Linked DNA regions of Mus musculus: region 1 is linked to region 2. The links are chromatin contacts, called in public HiChIP or PLAC-seq maps. All regions are on one chromosome and are shown on one strand. The core of a region is the stretch at or near the end of the contact, and the rest is flanking DNA. Distances in the headings are between cores, read along the strand shown.

What was found. HiChIP or PLAC-seq counts read pairs in DNA pulled down with a chosen protein or histone mark.
Region 1: a contact with region 2 is called in a FOXA1 HiChIP or PLAC-seq map of pancreatic cancer cells. The contact joins the enhancer-like site here to the promoter of Dvl1 in region 2. A contact is called at or near these places in 2 of 39 promoter capture datasets (both in liver), 1 of 484 Hi-C or Micro-C datasets (nephron progenitors), 6 of 115 datasets of contacts at active chromatin or transcription factors (the 230-238 cell line, bone marrow-derived macrophages, embryonic stem cells and 2 more) and 2 of 9 other capture datasets (embryonic stem cells and liver).

Annotation. Positions count from the first base shown.
Region 1 is chr4:156,075,419-156,079,600 of GRCm38.p6, reverse strand. No RefSeq gene overlaps it. Among named protein-coding and RNA genes, the nearest start is that of Gm52714, 13 kb to the right of the region's middle. Within about 2 kb of position 1,805, at least 212 of the 459 cell types and tissues checked have an H3K27ac peak or open chromatin away from gene starts, as enhancers often do. A contact at or near this core is called in the 230-238 cell line, bone marrow-derived macrophages, liver and 3 more, where this site is marked.
Region 2 is chr4:155,845,783-155,849,805 of GRCm38.p6, reverse strand. It overlaps Dvl1 (dishevelled segment polarity protein 1), which reads right to left and starts at 2,404. Exons shown (of 15, transcript NM_010091.5): 1 at 1,902-2,404. The coding sequence starts at 2,071.

The DNA of each region.
Region 1 (4,182 bases), core at 556-3,055, 230 kb before region 2:
TCCTATCTTTTTGTTATTCTTTTTTTGTTTTATGTTAAAATTGCTAGGGATTGAACCCAGTGCTAGGCAAGTACTCTATCATATCCCCAGATCTTAGTTTTTAATTTCAAAATTAGAAATGTTTTCCTCCATGCAGGGGTCTGAGCCCACATCAGAGAGTAGGTCCTGGGCTGTGTATGTGGACTCTGACTGCCTGATAATGAATGCCCCGTACAGGCTGGAGAACAGCAATTCCTACCCTTCCTGAGAACTATTAAGACAAAAGGGAGGGCTGGTGAGATGGCTCAGTGGGTAAGAGCACCCGACTGCTCTTCCGAAGGTCCGAAGTTCAAATCCCAGCAACCACATGGTGGCTCACAACCATCCGTAACGAGATCTGACGCCCTCTTCTGGTGTGTCTGAGGACAGCTACAATGTACTTACATATAATAAATAAATAAATAAATCTTTAAAAAAAAAAAAAAAAGAATTTATTAAAAAAAAAAAAAAAAAAAAGACAAAAGGGAGCCAGTCTCTTAGCATCCTGTTAGACAAGTGGGTGAGAGGGGTAGCTCAAGCCTATGCCTGTGGTGTGAGACAGCAGATTTTAAGAGGTGGGCAAGGGACTGGAGAGATGGCTCAGCGGTTAAGAGCACTGACTGCTCTTCCAGAGGTCCTGAGTTCAATTCCCAGCAACCACATGTCACAATCATGTGTAGTGGCATCTGATGCTCTCCTCCGGTGTGTCTGAAGGCAGCTACAGTGTACTCATATACATAAAATAAATAACCCTCTAAGGGGGGGGGGACTCAGAATACGTGGAAGATAAGTATCATGTAGGCTCTTGTAGGGCAGGTGGGTGTCCAATGACCTTGTCCTGGGGAAGAGCCTCAAAGTTCACACCAGGAGGATAAACTAGGACTGATGGGTTTTAGGAGAAAGCTGATGTGCAAGGTCAGAGAGAATTGGGGGGGGGGGGGGTCAGGGATATTCTGGTTGAGGGAGAAAAGGGTTTTAAACGTCTAGAGCTGGGGGGCGGGGTAGTGTGCATCTCCCTCATCTCTCTATTCTCTACGCCCCAAGTTCCCTATGAATTAGTCCATCCTGTCACTCTTTGGACGGGGAAAATGGAAGGAAACATCCATCATGGGGGATGAAGAGGCCCTAGGCCTGGAAGGGGGCAGGAACGGATGGTACACACAGAAAACTGCCTGAAGAGTAGGGTCTGGAGTACTGAATCTTAAAATTCTCCAAGGTGTGAGGCAGAGGGGCAGCTGCTGGGCCAGGCGCCCGTGTGGCTGAAGGATCTAGCCACTCCCTGGGGCCAATTCTTATTTTTGGTTGCGCTCACACAATCCAGTTCGCCCTCATTTGTCCGCGTTAATTGGGCACAGGTGGGGATGTCAAGCAAACAAAGGCGCGGTCTCCTGCGGTCTCCTGGCCGGTGACCCCTTCCTTTCCCGCTGCCTGGCGCGGGAAGAGCCTGCTTGGGCCAGGAGACCGACTAGAAACGCACAGTCCCAGGCCGGGACCCCGCCGCCGCCCTGTGCGCATCAGTTAAGAGCTGGGCGCAGGGCCGGGTTGGATAGGGGGCTCGTGTCCCCAATTCAGCGGCGGGCACCTGCGCCGGCTTCTCCAGCCCCGCCCAGCTCCTGGTTGGCAGCGGACAGTGGGTGGGGAGCTCGACGGCGTACTCTCCTTCCGTCCCTTCTGAGTTCGAGTTGGCTGGGAGCCATCGTCACAGGAGGAAACCAGAAACGCCAGGTGCGCGCCTGGGACCGCCCTGCCCGCCCTGGGCTGGCCTCGGCTCCGCGGAAGCCCTAGCCGGGGGCCAGCGTCCTCCCGGGTGCACAGGTCTTCAGAGCGCGCCGCCCTGGTGGAGAAGGGTCCCACTAGCTAGGGACCTCCAGCAGGAGGGAGGGGCTGCCCTCCTGGAATTTGGAAGGCAAGCAAGCACCCGTTGCGTCCAAGTCACCCCAACCCTAGGAGCAGTTTCCGAACACGAGGCGGTGCTTTGATAGTGGCCGCTCCCTCCCTTTTCTGTGGCTTCCGAGGCCGGGGCTTGCAGCCCTCCCAGCTTCCCCGTTAGTTGGTTCGCTTGACCGCTGAGCTAGATAGTGGGGACTCCTCAGACAGAGGGAAAGGTTTCCGGGAAGGGGTTTAATGGAGAGCTGCTTTATCCCCACTTCACTTATTTCATGGCACATCCTTAGGTTTATACTCCTGTCATCAAGGGTAGCAGTCGCCCCAACTAGCTCCTGGCCTGGAGGAAGGAGGAGCCGTGATGGGGGGTGGGGGTGGGTGTTCCTCTGTCCCCAAGGGAAAAGAAAGGCATGCTCCCTTTTCTGGGGGCACCCCCAGTCCTCTTGTTCTGTGCGTTAGCCACTGGGCTCCTCCTGTTCACATTCACAAAACACATATACACAGGCATACATAGTCATGCGTGCTCAAACATAAACACCCTCCCTTACTGAGAGCACGTATGTGCTCTAACGTCTGAGCCAAGTGATATTACTTAAAAGCTCTCGGCCTCAGCATAGATTCTAAAGAGCCACTTCCTGGTGCACTCTCTTTTATGGGCTTTCTGCCTCCTGCTGGCCTGGGGCAAAGGAATAGGACAGCCACACAAACAAAAACAAAAATCTAGGCGACAAGACTTTGTTTTCCTGTGGTCTCTACAGATCTTGGGCCCTCATGACCTGCTGATGACCTGTTCCAGTTGGAGGATTTACCAAGGTTTTCTTATCTCAACAGCTCCATTTTCTCTAACATGGGCAGGCAGGCTAGTCCCCATTCCTACAGGAAGCTCTCCCCCTCCCCCAAATTGCTTTCTGTACATCCAGGCACTGAATGTTAGCAATTTTATTCATTCCTGAGGACGCAGAGGAATTAAGACAGGCATAGGAAGGAAAGAGGGAGGTAGGTCAGGAGGAAGCCGTTGAGGGCCTTGTACGGAAGTGCTGCAGCGTGCATGTGAGAAGCCCTCCCTGGAGCACAGAAAGGGTGGTCTCTGTTCCTATAGCCCACTGGCCTTAGGTATGCTAGTTTGTTTTCCAAGAACTATAGAATGTGGAAAACCTCACAGCAATTCAGAGGAAGGTCTTTTAACCTGACAGTCTCTGTTTCTCTGAAAACCCTGACAGGAGGGGCTGTGTCCTTCTTGGATACACAGCAACCCTCCCAAAGGTCTTCATAGTATGTGGCCATGTGGGGTAAATAGAGACTAGATAGGGGCCTGGATGGCTGGCAGGAGTGAGAGACACCTACCTGGAATTTGGAACAATCACCCATTGATTCTAAAGTCACCTTAACCCTAGGATCAGTTTCCCTTTCACAGCCTAGGGTGGGGCTTGTCCAGAGGACTCCCTCTCACCTCACTGCAGCTCCCAAGGATGGGGCCAAAGCCCTCTTAGCTTACTGGTTATTAGTCAAACTACTGAATTATCGTGAAGACTCCCTAGATAGAAGGGAAGGCTTCCAGTTCTGGGCTTTTTAGTGTTGATGTGTCATCTATAGGAGCTGAGAATGTAGATGTCAATGCTCGAGTGCATGTTTGATAAGTCCTAGGCTCTGGGTTCCAATGTATGTTTTTGTGTGGTTGTGTGCACATGCATGTGCATGCATGGGAAACCAGTGATTGACACTGGATCTCTTCCTCAATTGTGCTCCAACATTATATCACATCACACACACACACACACACACACACACACACACACACACACACAGAGAGAGTCATGCATGGGATTACAGATGCATGGCTCAGCACCCAGCTCTTATGTGACTATTGGGAAACTTGTCATCACAGTTGTGTGGCAAATACTTTATGGAGCCATCTCACAACCCTGAGGATTATAAATGTGTTTTCTGACAAGCCCGTGCCAGCCTCATAATCCAAGAATAGCTGAGCATTGTGGCACGTGTCTTTAATGCCCTTAATCCCAGTACTTGGGAATCAGAGACATAACTGTCTCTGTGAATTCCAGACCAGCTAGGGCTACATAGGAAAAACCTGCCTCAAAACAAAACAAACCCAACAATAACAACCACAAGAATCCAGGAACAGTATGGTTGTGTACAGGTCTTGGACAGCTTGCAAGCTCACATGCTCCCTCTGATTCCCATCATATGTGTATGTTGTTGCTGTTTGTCGGTGGGTGTTAAACTAAGGGTTTTGTGTATGTTAGGCAAGTAGCAAGTTCT
Region 2 (4,023 bases), core at 1,155-3,654:
GTAAGGAAAGAAAGGATGCAGTTGAGACGGGGCAGGGCTCCTTGTCTAGGCTCCCAAGTCCACTAGACCATCAGAGTCATGGTGAGGCCTACTGACAAGTCTTTCTGTGTCATCCCAACTCTATCTCTAAGTTGCTCTGCCCCCTAATTCTTCTACACCCCCAGAACACCCAACTTGTACCTCTAAGCTCTCTGCTAGCTCCAGACCCCATGTCCCAGCCACTTCAAACCCACCCGAAGGAACTACTCCTGCTTCAAGACCCCTATCTGCTATCCTATCTCCTTAGCTAGGACACCTGCAGGTCCTCCAAACCTGCCACAGGCACAGACAGTGAGAAACCTATGTGAGCTGATGCTATCTACCCAACATGAATATCAGAGTAAAGGGACAGGTACCCTCAGGAGAGACCCAGAGTGTATAGCAGAAAGCAACCCAGGTCTGCTCCTTACCACTTACACGCTAGGGTGTAACAAGTTTGTGAGAACATTTGTGACTTGGGTCACAAAAAACCAAAATGTACCAATATTTGGATCCAGAGATACCCTGTCCCTCAGATTAGAGACCACAGAGGTGGCCCAGTCAGGAGAATCAGGGAAGACCGACCTCTAGAGCAAGACCCTCTAGTCTCCTGGCAAATGGAGAGCACCCGCCCTCAAGCTGTGAGGGACACTCTCTCCTTTGCCTTTTCCTGGTGGTTGGGGCACAAGGACTGAGTAGGCAAGAGAGTTTAGTCATCCAAACCAGGTTCAGTCCTGCCTAGACGCCCAGGGCCAGGAAGAAGTCCAAGCTTGACCTGACCGATGGGCTGCCCAGGGACCCTGCAACCATGGAATCCAGGAAATCGCCTCAATGTCAAAGCCCTGAGATGGAGCCACACACAAGGGCACCAAGCACACCTGCTCCACCCACAGGGCCTAAGCATGCTACCCTGCCTCCCCACCCCCCAATCACTGCCAAGCCATGGACTCAAGTTTCTGTGGCTATGCCCTGTCAGGCCTCTGTTGCACTGCCAGTCCCTGGCTCAGCGTCCAGAGGCCCAGCTTAACTCCAATAGGGAAGTCCCTTCTCCTGAGACCACCACAGCCATTCAGCTAGGAAAAACACTACATTAGAAGTTGACTCAAGTCAGGAGATGAACCGAGCACCTCCCAGGAATGCAAATGTTGTGTGGTTCAGAAAGGTCAGAGGCACAGGAGCCAGGAACCAAGGGGGCAGGGTACACGGAATGAAGCTTCTTGGTTTCCAGTGACCCTTGACCTCTCTGCCTTGCCACAGGGACTCTAGAGGGACCTGGAAGAGTCTGTTTTCAGGCTTCAAAACTTTTCTAAGTTCCAGAAAACAGGCGGGTGCCTATGAGCCACCTATTTCACATTACCCCATCTCAAGCGGAGGATCCACTGGGTGCTAGGAGCCACAAACCCCCAATCCTTCTCCGTGATCCCACCCCCCACCCCCCGCATAAACTGCACACCCACCAGGGCAGTCCTGAGCCCCGGGTTTCCATCCACAGAGGAGGAACGCATCAGGCTCTGTGCTTAACCAGAGAGAAGGGAGTTGGCTTTAAGAGTGGCCTTCGGCACCCAACATGGACCAGCTGGGCACAGGAGCACCAGTGGATGGTGGTCAGAAAGCCTGGGCCCTCGCCTGTCCGTCAGAAAGAACTGTCTGGCCTACCCAGAGGGTAGTCAGTGGCTCGGAACCCCAGCTTGCCACACTCAGGGTCACTGGGCGCAGAAACTCTACCTACACCTGCTGTAGATGCGCAGCAGGGTTGCCGGCGACGGGGGCGCTCTCTGACGTCCCCAGACCCGAAAGCCCAGCCGGCGCGGACAGGTGCCAGCTCGTGCACACAGGCGCGGGAGGAGGCCAGCGCCCCTGCCCAGGCCGCGCGGCCCACTGACCCGAAGTCCTGGTCCATGGACTTGAAGAAGAATTTGTAGGCGTGCACCGGCCGGTTGCTGAGCACGTTCTTGAAGTCGGCCAGCGTGACGCGCTCGGGAGCTACGGGCAGCTTGACCAGGTACGGCGTCTCCTCCTCGTCCATGTGGTAGATGATTTTGGTCTCCGCCATGGCGCGGCAGGGGCGACGCGGAACCCGCGCGGCGTCAGGGCCCGGCTCGCCTCTCGGACGCGGGGCGCCCTCCCAAACCGCCGGCCCGCGCCCCGCCCGGCCGCCCCGCGGCCCCTTGGCGCGGCCGCCCCTCCCGGTCCCGGCTCGCACCCGTTCCCCGCCTGTCGCCCCGCGGCCCGCGGCCGCCCATCCGCCGCGGCCCCGGAGCGGGCGCCAGGGAAAGCGGCTCTGAGGGCTCCCGCGGCCCGCCGCCCCCTCGGGCTGTTCACGAACCGCCTGCTGGGGTGGAGCGCGCCGCCGCCGGAGGGCGCTTCGGGGCCGGTGACGTCACTAGTCGCCCGCAGCGCGGGCGGGGCGGGACTGCGCACGCGCAGAGCGGGTCCGGCGGGGCGGGGCTACGGCTTGCGCACGGGCGGGGCAACCGGGGTGGGACTGGGCGGGCTCAGAAGGCCTGGCCGGTCGGGTCTCTCCGAGCGCTGTCTTGGGGTGGAGCCCAGATTCCCAACAGGCTGCGATCCTTGAGGCGTTTGGGTCTGAGGTTTCTGGGCAGGTGGGCACGCTGGACCCCAGAAAGACAGAGAAACCCTGGAAAGATCGCTCCCCTTGAGCCAATAAGGTCTGCCAGGGAGCAGAGGAGTGTCCTTAGGTTAGGCCGGTCCTGATTCTCCTTCTAGGTGCTCAGAATGTGGAGGCACTGTCCGCTCGGGCGGCTTCAGGCGCCCTATAAGAATCTGAAGATACCTATGCCTAGCCCAAACAGCGAGAGCCTCACTGTGCCCCCATGCTAATCCTGAGCTCAATTCTTATGCCCACTGCCTTGTCCCGTCGGATCTCCAAGAAACTCAAGTAGGTATCCACACAGATGTCCAGGCAAGGCCCAGGCTGCAATTGAAGCCAAAGGAATTTTAGCCCTGGATACTGTAGATCCAACCAGCCAGGTGTCCTCTGCAGACCAAGGAAGACCAGGTCCGCCCCTCAGTCCAGGATGGCCTAAGACCATTAGAGGGAGTGATTCACTGACCAGTAAGAATGGGGGAAGACATAGGATATTGATCAGTGATGAAGAAAAGGGGTGCCTGTTGTGACCTTGGACCATCCCCAGACACGAAGCCCGCACAAGGAAAGATCCCACCACTGCCTGGAGGACTCAGAGGTAGGCATTGAATGCATACTAAAGGCCGCTGAAGTCAACCTAAGCAGAGTTCTCCCCTTTGCTTCCATTGCTATCCTGGAAACCTATTCTTCCCTTGCCAGTAGCTGGCCTTCCTTGAATCTCTACAAAAGCAACCTGAAGGCACCAGGCAGCCGGGCGTGGTGGCGCACGCCTTTAATCCCAGCACTCGGGAGGCAGAGACAGGCGGATTTCTGAGTTCGAGGCCAGCCTGGTCTACAGAGTGAGTTCCAGGACAGCCAGGGCTACACAGAGAAACCCTGTCTGGGAAAACACACACACACACACACACACACACACACACACACACACACACACACACACACACACACAAAAGAAAGAAAGAAAGAAATCAGCAAGATGGCCTCAGAGGGTCTGCCCAAAGGAGAAGGAAGACAGATCCTTTCCTGAGTGCCCCTTGACCCAAGCTACGACTGGTCTATGGGTCAGAAGCAATCAAATAAAGGGGTTCCCATAACCCAGATGCCCTTGATTCCCAGCTGACTCGCCCAATTATAGAAGGTAGGAGCCATGGTACTGACGCTGATGGGACAGTTTCTACTGTAGAAGAGATGGTTGTGATGCGAGAACCTGTCCCTTTCCAGAAGTAGCCTTGTCCAGTAGCAGTGTGATCTCTGATGGGGCCAGAGGGCACACCTCAAAGGTCACTGAGGTCCTGTGACTAACTGTCATCCTTTCTCACCCCCACTATTCTTGGACCAGTGAGAAGGTGTCTGCTGCCATGTCTGATAATATGAGTTTGAACCCCAGGACCCAAATA